Linked DNA regions of Oryctolagus cuniculus: region 2 is linked to region 1. A link is a contact called in public Micro-C data. All regions are on one chromosome and are shown on one strand. The core of a region is the stretch at or near the end of the contact, and the rest is flanking DNA. Distances in the headings are between cores, read along the strand shown.

Evidence for each region. A called contact is a pair of places that touch in the nucleus more often than the background predicts.
Region 2: a Micro-C map of ear pinna shows a contact between it and region 1, with 16 times the contacts expected there. The contact joins two enhancer-like sites. A contact is called at or near these places in 3 of 6 Hi-C or Micro-C datasets (ear pinna, psoas muscle and an unstated tissue).

Annotation. Positions count from the first base shown.
Region 1 is chr5:123,136,703-123,142,105 of mOryCun1.1, reverse strand. No RefSeq gene overlaps it. Among named protein-coding and RNA genes, the nearest start is that of ADGRF1, 42 kb to the right of the region's middle. Within about 2 kb of position 1,820, at least 3 of the 8 cell types and tissues checked have an H3K27ac peak or open chromatin away from gene starts, as enhancers often do.
Region 2 is chr5:123,292,079-123,297,785 of mOryCun1.1, reverse strand. No RefSeq gene overlaps it. Among named protein-coding and RNA genes, the nearest start is that of MEP1A, 35 kb to the left of the region's middle. Within about 2 kb of position 4,230, at least 1 of the 8 cell types and tissues checked has an H3K27ac peak or open chromatin away from gene starts, as enhancers often do.

The DNA.
Region 1 (5,403 bases), core at 571-3,070:
TGTGAACAGGTGTCAATATGAATTCTGGAAGTAATTAACATGTCTTATATTTATTCCTTTTAAAGTTATTGGGGGTGGTTTAGTGGAGGTGAGGACACTACATAACATTTCCCACAGTCAGGTGAAGTGGAAGACAGATGGAGCTAGTTCTTGTGTCCAGCCTACTTCAGGAAAACAAAGCCACATTATCACCAGCACCAGGCAAAGCTTTAATGCTGCAAACAGTTATCCTTGGCTGTGCCCAGCTGCACATTGTCATGGAATTCACAGCTGCCTTGCCCATGCCCTGTTGAGGGATGTGGCTGAGATCTAGGAACCAGGAAATCTTATCCATCAAACCAGTGTGTGCCTTGGCAGCACATCATACTGAGGAGCTCCTCTGCTCTGGCTTAGCATCAGGTCGGGATTCCAAAGGGTGTTCCCTCCCTTTTGGTTGGCATAATGTAGCTGTTGGCGATGCTTTGTCTGCTATTCCTATCCAGCAAGATAAGGTCTTGCCAAACCCATTTGGGCTGGTATTCTACAGTGGTCTCCTCTCCCAGGGCGTTACCTAGGAAAAGACACAGAATTGTAGCAAGTCAGGGCTGGAAGGGACTGGAAAGCATCTCTAATGAGTTCAGATGCATGGTTTTGCAGAAGTGGAACTAAAATGTAGAGTCCACAGGAGTAAGCTGGAGCCCCAGGACTCCCTGTCTCAAGAGAAGTCTCCACATTACAGCCAATCAAGGAAATAGAACTAGACATAATTGGCTAGGATGGAGCCTGGTGAAAGGCAGACCCATCTGGGGAGAATCGGTGGCAATCAGTGAACTACAGGCATCTTCCCTATTCATTTCTTTATTCTTTGGTTCCTGCCCCTCCACGGCTGTGCCCAGGTTATCAGGAGAATTGAGGGTAAAGTGTTTGGAAAAATTTCCCCATAATTTGGTGTTAGAAATAGTATTCTTTGAAAGGATATCCTTAAGGCTTGATTTTTATAACAAAGCAATAAACCCCTGTGAATAAAATATGATCTATTGCTGTTTCCAATAGCAACAAGTAAGATTGGATGAGGAATGTTTTTGAACAAAGGACCTGAACTTGCTGAGGCAATCCTGGACCACGGCAGTGAGGCTTGAGGAATTGTCTGCCAAGCATCCCTGATTTTTCGCCACCAGCCCTTGAGGACCTGGGAAATCCCTGCTCTGCACGCAAATCACTGTTTTATGTTTGTTGTTTGGCTTTCCTTCCCTCTGCCCTGAAGGCCTTGGAAACACAATTGAATCTGTAAAAAATTTGGGTAATTCTTCCATGGAAGCGTGGCTTAATTCTGACAAAACCATAAAATTTTCCAAATTATTTCTTCGCAAATTAAGAGTTCAATCCAAAAGGCACAGGATATTCACCATCTATTTTGCACCATGAGCTTGAACTAACTGTATTTACCCAAGATGTCTAAGGTACATTCCACTGACATATCCCCAAGATAAATAAAGCACTGCTTTCCCGTAGGAGAAAATTGCGTGCCCAATCTGCCTAATTCTTGTTTTGCCTAGCAGCAGCCTTCTATGTTTACCAGCACTGTTGGGCATCAACCCAGGAAACAGAGATATTGTTTGCCATCTGGAAACTGAGCTATTAAGTTCATAGATCCCTAATCTCTTTTGCTATACAAAACATAGCAGCAATGATGTAAATCTTGCCTAATTAGAGTAGGGAGGATTGCAATGCTTTTTATACCACCACCCACCAATGCTAAGGTGGATCTAAGGTGTCTTTAAACTTGGAGCAATTTGTCCAGAATTTATTTCTTGGTCAGAGCCTGCCCCCTAAAGTTGAATAAGGGTAATCATAGTACAGTTCCACTGCCTTCTTAGCTAAGGCAAGTTGTCTTTGTACTGTAGAAGCACTTGAAAGGAACTACATTTGAGGCTTTTACCAAAAGTGTCGTAAGTCTGAGAAACATTCTAGAGGCTACAGAGTGAACCTCTCTCAAGCCCTTCATTTGTTATGGAAGCATTAGGACAATGGTGGAGGTTAGTTGTTCTAAAATAGCTACTCAGAGGTCTTGGAGAGCTTATGCAACAGAAGGCCATAGAAATCTAAATGTGGTTCCTTTCTATGCATTCCATGTGAAACTCCAGTGATGGAATGTCTTACTCAGAGTGCCTATTACATTAGTACATCAGCACCCTTTGTGTTTCAAACTAAAATAGTCAAGTCAGTGTCTTAATCTTCCTTATTGAACTCAAATGCCATCTTATACTCTATCTTATAATCCTCTTTCAAATGCTTCTCTTAAGGGTTAGTGTTGCGGCGCAGCATGTTAAGCTGCCACTTGTGATACTGGCATCCCATATCAGAGCATGGGTTCAAGATCCTGTTCAAGTCCCAGCTGCTCTATTTCTGACCCAGTTCTCTGCTAATGTGCCTGGGAAGACACTGGAAGGAGGTCCAAGTGCTTGGAATCCTGACACGTGGAGATGGAAGCTTGGCTCCTGGCTTTGGGCTGGCCCAGCCCTGGCTGTTGTGGCCATTTGGGAAGTGAATCAGGGGATGGAAGATCTCTCTTTATCTCTCCCTTTCTGCCACTATGCCTTTCAAATGAATAAATATTTTTAAAATGATTGTTTTAGTGTCTGAAACATGTTTTCCTCCTACCGCACAGGCTGTGCCTTTCCATTCTTTTGTTTGATCTTCCTCTTGTTCCCTGCATCTAAATGATGTGGTGCCTCAAGAACCTTCTCACATTTCCACTATTTTCTGCTCAATGATTTCACCTGCTCCCAAGGCTTTAAACACCACCATTTTGCCGGTGACCCTAAGAGTGTATCTCTAGTCCACATTTGCCCTTGAGTGATAGATTAAGAATACCCAATTGACATTTCAAATTGGATTTCTTACAGGCATCTCAAAGCTGAAAAAGCACAGTGGACTCTGCGTTCAAAAAATGAATCAAAGGAACTTCCAAAGTTAGGGAATCCATGATGTTCTCTCCTATCTATGCACATTTGTGGGTACTTAATCAAAGTTACACACATAGGACTGTAAGGGTCAAGTAATAATGCAATTCTCTGCTTTTCAGAGATAATCATGTTCAACTGATTTACCTCATTTTAAAAATAGTTATTCCATTGTTTCTAAATAATGTGATTATAATGCTGCTACTTGATTACACAGTTGTATTGATTTCCAAAAACAAAGCTTGAAGAGGTCAGTGCTATGGCGTAGCAGGTTAAGCCTCTGCCTGTGATGCCAGCATCCCATCTGGGTGGTGGCTCAAGTTCCCAGCAGCTCCACTTCCAATATAGCTCCCCTTCCAATATAGCTCCCTATTAATATTTCTAGGAAAAGGAGTGGAAGATGACCCAAGTCCTTGGGCCCTTACACCTATGTGGGAATAAGCTCCTGGAATAAGCTCCTGGCTTCTGGCTTCTGGCTTCTGTCTCACCCAGCCATGGTTGTTGGGGCCATTTGGGGAGTGAATCAGTGATGGAATATTTCTCTGTGTGTCTCTTCCTCTCTCTCGGTAACTACACCTTTTAAATAAATAAATAAATATTTTTTAAAACAGCAACAAAGAATGAAGATTTAAATCTCCTTTGTCAATATCCATCCCCTCATTTTCTTCCTATTCTCAATATGGTTACATTGTTATTATTGTGGTTATATCAAAACTGCTTCACATGATTTGGACACAGTATGTTCTATTCATAACTGAGCTAGGTGATTTGTTTGACTGGGGCTTCTTTTTCTTTTCTGCACAGCTTTTTGCTTCTGTTACGTGTAAAACTTTTTTTCAGTTGCTTAGATTTCCATGTTCTAATAAGAAATTCATTCCCATCCTCCCAGTAAGGAAATTTCTTTCAAATAATATGTGAACATGAGAGTATCTGTCTCTGTCTCTTCTTTCTCTCTTTCTGGATCTCTCTGGCTTTGTCTTTCAAATTAATTAAATATAGAAAAAAACTTTTTAAAGATAAGTTTATTGGTTAAAAATGAACCATAATGAAGGAGATGGGAGAGGGAGAGGAAGGTGGGATGGGAGTTGGTGTGGGAGGGTTGGGTATGGGGGAAAGAACCACTATATTCCCAAAGTTTTATCTATGAAAAAATGCACTCATTAAATAAAAAAACTTAAAAATAATGTTTATTGGTGTACAAAAAGTTGAATTCTGTGCATTGCGTTCATAATAGTAATTTTCCATGAACTTCTTGAAGTTCATGACTTTAATTATACTTTGTGGGTTGTTTCCTCAGTTCTATCTTCTAATCCTTCTGACAAGGCATTTTATTTATGCTATCTTTAATTTCAAAGATATACTTATTTTGGTTGAATATTCCATTTTCTAACATCTACTCATAAGACAATATGCTGTTCGAGAAAAACATTGATGGTCCCTTAAGTCTCCTGCCTTCTAGTATTCTAGTATGGTTTTCTTCCCCCAATTTATATTTCTCTGATTGTTCTCTCATTACCCTACTTCAGCCTTTAGAATAGAGGCTTTTTTCGATGGTTTTGGTTTTTGGTCTCTGCATTTAATACTGGAAGCTTTCCCAAAGTACCTAATAATCCTCAACTATTTGCTTATGTTCAAAACTGGGACATTAAAAAGCTGATTGCATGGTCTGTGAAAGTGAGATATGGTGACCCTTGGAAAAACAATTCATCAGCAAATACTGAAAGTTATCATCTTAAGTATTTTCTTTTGATAGAATCAGATTCTCCAGAGATGGCTGGTCAGACTGGCCTGGAAAATGTAAGACTTGCTGTCAGTGTTATACATCAACTTTCACTAAACCCCTTGCTTTCCAGGGTGGGGTAGAGATGGGTAGGTGTGAAACCTCTCTCAACTGATTCTCGTGCCTTGTAGCACAAATAGCCCATGTTTCCCCAGAGCTCCCTATAATGTATTGTTGGGATGAAGAGACAGTTGATGGGGATCTAAGGATCTAACTCCTTCCAACATTGACTGTGATCCAACTGTGCTATTCAGTCCCCAAAATAGCCCCACTTCTTAAGGTACCTGGTGCTGCCATTTCTTTAGTCTCTTGGGAGACTCAGCAGTATGAAGCAGATTGCTTCTTGCTTTCCTACAGCTACTTAATACTCAACTTTCTTAGGTAGTCTAAGTCAGCTGACATCTCACCTACTTTCCAAAGTTTTCTTGCTGAGGTTAACTCCTCTCTCACTCTCTGAACTTAGGAGTTCATGCCTGTGATCCCTACTTCTCTCATTGTTGCTGGGAACTGTGACTTTCTTCTAGAATAGGGGAAAAGTTATGGGATGTCCCTCTCTTTATCTCCCTGTATTACAACAAGGCACTTTTTTAAACATAGACAGAAATTAGCATATCTCCTTATGGGTTTAATGATGAAAGTGGCCAACCTGGAGAAATGCAAGTAGCAAGCAAATATGGCAAG
Region 2 (5,707 bases), core at 2,981-5,480, 150 kb before region 1:
TCTACATCTGACATTATGGATTGGGCTTGGTTTTCTTTATTATGGATGCTATTTTGTGTCCAATGAGTCACCTACTCACATTTCCATGTGTGTATCAATATGACTAAAACAACTTGGCCACGTTAATGTAATATAAACATGATACATTTTTCCAAAAATCTCTAAGCAAAATGTATTTCCAAAAAAGAGCTGTCACAGTTATGCTATTGCCGTGGGTACCATCTGGCAAAGGATTGCAAAACCCTAGTGGGATGGGATGGGAGGCAGTGGGGTGGGGTGCTGGTGACTGCTAATGAGTGCAGAAGTGAAAAAAAATGACAGGAATGATTTGACATGGGTGGAGCAGCCTACCAAGGCTTGCATGTGTGTGTGTATGTGTGCTTACATGTAAGTGTGTGCAAGCAATGGAGCCAACAGTGAGATAGGATTGAACACAGACGCATCTCTCTTCACCTCTAACAGTTTCTAGGGGCTTGTCCTAGAATCTAGAGTGAATTGAGACATGGCCTCATCTGGGTCACAGCTTCCCTCAGGGCCCAGACAAGCTCAGGATAGTCTGACCCATGTGTGACTCACCCCCTCAATGGAAATAATCAGTTCTGTTTAAAGATTTCTGTCCGGTCAAGGGGAAAAACAGAGCAGCAAGTGGGGTCATGAGAAAGGGGAGATGGAGATGCAGAGAAGCCAAAATAGGAGGCAGATTATCAGCTCCAGGCAAAAACGGTCACCAACATGCATTCTGTCTCTTTTCTCAGCAATAGAATCCCCAGATCCTAGGTGGTCAAACCCCCACAGTCTCCTCCTTCCCTTGCAGGTAGCTGGGCTGGGTAATCTACTCCTGGAAGCAGACATGGTGCTTGCTAGCTTCTGGGAAACTCTGAACAGTCTCAGTGCACACACCTTGCCCCTTCCTCTACCTTGATGACTGATAAGGCGACCAGAAGGCCAGAGAGAGAGCTGGGGCCAGGAGGTAACTCTGGGGGAAACAGATCAAACAGAAGTTATGTGGATTATTGAGTCCAGTTACCATCCCAGCCTTGAGCTGCCGTCTAAAGACTTGCATGTGCTAGAGAAAAACAGCTTCTGTCTGAAGTCACTATTATCTTGGATCTTTGTAACTCACAAAAAACTTGCTCCTAACCAGTGGGATGCCTTCTGTGGGGTTGGCATGTATGCCAGACTGCACCACCGGATCCACTGGTATGTGAAGGGAGAGAAAAGACATCTTCTCCTCTTGGGTCTTGGTCTAGGGTCTGTGGGCCTCACAGCTTGCTTTGCTTACTAATCTGTCTTGGAATGCAATAAGCACACAGTGGGAGGTAAAGTCACAGAAGGAGAAGTGAGACCACTGCTTGAGCCCCTGAATCCAGCTGTGCCTGAAGATGTGCCAATCGAGTACCTTCCCCACTTGTGGAGCTAATAACCACCCATGTTTACTCAGTCTAGTGTGTGCTGTGCTTCTGTTCATTGTGACCGAGAGATTTATTGCTGTGGCTGCTCACAACTGACTCAACTATAAAGGTAACGAATTGTGGAATTAACTTGAGGATTAAATAAAATCCTGTAATGCATGAGATCACCAAAGCTGCCTTGAGAGGCTGACACAAGGAAGCGAACCAACCTCATGACCTTGTTATATGACTTCTCTCATTCTGGTCTCATACTGGGCATGATTTAATCCCACATTTTGGTAACATGGTTATTTAGGATGCCATGTATCTTTGGGATTACTTTCAAAGACTCCCAACTTGAATTAAGTGAAAAATGTGGAGGGTATTTGTACTTTCATTCTGCATAGAGAACATGTTTAGGTCTGGGTTCCCTCTCTCTCTGTATCTCTCACTTTGTGTGTGTGTGCAATTTTAGTACATAAACAGTATGATACAAAACATTGGCTAATTTTATTCATTAATAACTATGTTCCAAACCCTATTTTGTGGGCTTTATAAGAATTTCATAACATGTGGTAGGCACTGTGGCACAATGGATTAAGCTACTGCTTGTAATGCGGGCATTGCATATGAGCACCAGTTCAAGAACAGGCTGCTCTACTTCCACTCCAAGTCCGTGCTAATGTGTCTGGAAAAATGGCAGAAGATGGCCCAAGTCTCTGGGACCCTACCATCCATATGGGAGACCTGGATGGTACTCCTGGCTCCTGACTTTGGCTTGGTCCAGCCCCAGCCACTTCAGCTACTTGGGGAGTGAACCAATAGATGAAAACTCTCTCTTCTTCAAATAAACAAATAAATATTTTTTTAGAAAAGTATTTCATAACAAGCTATGGTGCCCCCTTCTTATCCCAATTTATATTGTAGAAACTGGATCATGAGAGAGTTCTTTTATCTAAGATTACAAATTAAGAAATGGAAATCAGAATCTGATTCCAAAAGTCATGCTCTTAACCAGCACCCTATACTCACTGACCAGCTATTAATTAATGTTAAAGAACAGCTCTGGGCACTGACCCATGCAAAGCAAACCCAAACAATTCAAGCTGCAAATCAGCTGCTGGTTGCACCTGCGTATCACATGGGCAGTCACAACTTCGCCAGATCTATTAGGGCAACTGTCTCAGTTCTAAGCATGATGTGCTTGAACACAGCCCCAGAATTTTTGTAAGTCAAATTTTCCTTCTGCATGTCTAAATGACATCCAACACTCTGAGGATCCTTGATGGAACCGTGACAGGAATAAAAATAACACCATTGGCAATCGGGATCTCCTGGGAGGATCATTTGAATGAAGACTAAAAGTTAAAACAGCACATTCAGTCACACTTCCCTTTGGGGCGTCCACCAGGTGGCCAACTGACTTTCCATCAAGTGACACAGCAGGAATCCTTTGATGGACCCTCAGAGAATGAAGAAGGCTCTCCAGTCTGCCCAGGACACCAGTCCTTCCAACTCGGGGCTGCTCCTGTGTGAAATTAAAGTGAGATGTAGCTTGGAGAGGCCTTAACTTCTCCCCTCTTTCTGTCTCTGTTCTCCTCTTACACTCATTTTGTGTACTTAGAACTCTCCCCATAATAGCAGCTGACTTTATAGAAAGTCATTGGTGCTGAGAAGGTACGTAGTGGCTATGTACACATGGGCTAGGTCAGACACTCAGTATATATTTCCTAAGTAGCTGTGTGACCCTGGGGCAAGTAATTAATCTTTCCGTGCTTAGTGTTCTCATCTGAAAAATGAAGAGAAAAATATTAACTCAGCCTTGGGTGGTTATGGGGCTTAAATGAGATCATACCTTTACAGCTCTTAGAAAAACACCAGATACACTAAGAGCTTGGTAAATGTTGGTTAGCACAGTTGCACGAGATGTTTTCCCCTAGTCCATTAAGATGCATATTACAGAAAAACTAGGCAGAGATTTCAAAAATGTAGCAAAAGACACTTTTTTGTTAAGACTTATTATTTATTTACTTTGAAAGGCAAAGCTACAGAAAGAGGGAGAGACAGAGAGCGAGAGATATTCTATCTGTTGGCTCACTCCCCAGAGGGCTGCAATGGCCAGGACTTGGCCAGGACAAAGCCAGGAGCCAGAGCTTCATTCAGGTCTCCCATGTGGATGGCAGGGGCCCAAACACTTGGGCCATCCTCTGCTGCTTTTCCCAGGTGTGTCAACAGGGAACTGGATGGGAAGCGGAGCAACCAGGACATGAACTGGTGCTCATATGGAATGCTGGCATGCAGGTGGTAGCTTTACCTGCTATGCCACAGCGCTGACCCCAAGAAACTTATTTTTAAATTTCATTTTTCCATGAACTCTTTCAAGTATCCTCATAGAGCCATCACTTTCACCTGAGGGTAAACTGAAGTTGCTCTGTGCTTCTGCCAGAGGTATTTGCATGTTAACCTTTTTTTTTTTTCTTTTAAATGAATGTACCACTTAGGGATTCAGAGGGGCCTGAGCAGCATCCCGCCACATACAGCTTTCTCCCACACTGGGAAAGTGGCTGCCCCAACTCAGCACCATCCTGTTTGCTTCTCCTGAGTCTTCTCAGACCAAACTCAGCACTGGGCCTCTGCAGCTGGCTGCGTGTCAGCCAGTGCAGGGACAGCAGCAGACGCAGTGTGCTTTGAATATGAAAATCCAGCCTGGCAATAATTCTCAACGAGATGACTTAGAACAGGGAATAGGGCCGTCCAAGTTCATCCTCCTGCAGCCGCGCCACTGGAGAAGGTGTTAAGCGTCCATGAAACGCGGAAGGAATGCATTTGGCTTCTTTCAGCTGCCTTCCAGCAGCCCATCCAGAGAGGGTAGGCCAGGCCATTCCTGGGGCTGATTTTAGCTTTGCTGTGGGTTCCATGAATAAGATTCAATCAGCAATGTTGGAAAGAAACAGGAGGGAGTTAGCCTAGCTAGTATATCTCAGAAATGTACATTCTCTGACTGGAGAGCTCTCTCTCTCCATGCCCCCATCGCTGTCTCTGCGAGGTGGGGAGTGAGAGTGAGCCCTTTATTTCCAATTACTTTCCTCCTGCAGGCCCTGCCTTCAACCTATTCATATGACCCAAATTATTCCTCTGTATGTGCCAAACAGGCACGTCATCCACTGGCCAAACATCACCTCTGTGATCTTGGAAACGCCTCCTCTGCCGTCCACCAGGTGGCGGTCGAGTCTTAGGAGAAGCGCTGGCTTCCAGCTCTGGGAGGCCAGCTGTCACTCATTAACCCAGCTGGAGAAGACTGGCAAGACTTGGAGGAGGAGTACAGCTGTGAGAGCGCTCCTGGGGCATGGGAAAAAGCTCACGGTTTCAGAACAGTCAATGGATGCACAATTTTCCACCGCTAATCAAAATCAGACGTCTCTTCCCACCACCACTGGGGGTGGGGGTTGGCGGGCAGGAGAAAGGAGATAAGGCTGCAACTTTCGAAATTGGCTCAAAGAATGGCGGCAGGGTCCAAAATTCTGGGATTTAATTGATTGATTAGCGTCAATACTTTGTGGTGCAGCGGGTTAGGTGCCAGCTTGGGGCACCTGCCTGGCTTGAGTTCTGGCTCTTCTGAGCTTCTGATCCAGCTTCCTGCTGTTGTGCACCATGGAAGGCAGCAGGTGATAGCTCAAATATGTGGGTACCTGCCACCCATGGGGGAGACCTCAGTGGAGTTCTGGGCTCCTGGCTTTCACCTGGCCCAGCCCCAACTGTTATGGGCTTTGGGTGAGTGAACCAGCAGATGGAAAATTTCTCTCTTTTTATCTCCCTCTCTCTTTAAATAAATACATAATCTCCAAAGAACAAAAGAAAAACTCTGGAGTGCAAACAGACTCAGCTCTCTCCTTGTCAGGGACAGAGCTGGCCTTTCAGCTCTTCTATGTCGAAGTTCCCAGGCAAAAGGGAAAGAATAGACATTTATAAAATTATCATTTAAAAATGATGGCTCAATCCCAAACACAGGACACCATAACCAAGGCCTCCCAGGCCCAGCCACACCACATGAAATGGTGTTTGGAGACAAGTAACAGGCAGCGGGCACCGTAACTAGCTTCAATAATGTCCTGGCTTTCCTGCTTTCTTCCTCTGTGCATTCCATATTCACTGCGAGTAGGAAGCTCATGGTCTCAGTCCATTGTTGTTGCTATAATGAAATATCTGGGTAACTTATAAAGAAGGGAAGTTTATTTGGCTCATGATTCTGGAGGCTGAGAAGTCCAAGAGATGGCGCCAGCATCTGCTCTGTATCTGGTGAGGGCCATTTGCTGTAT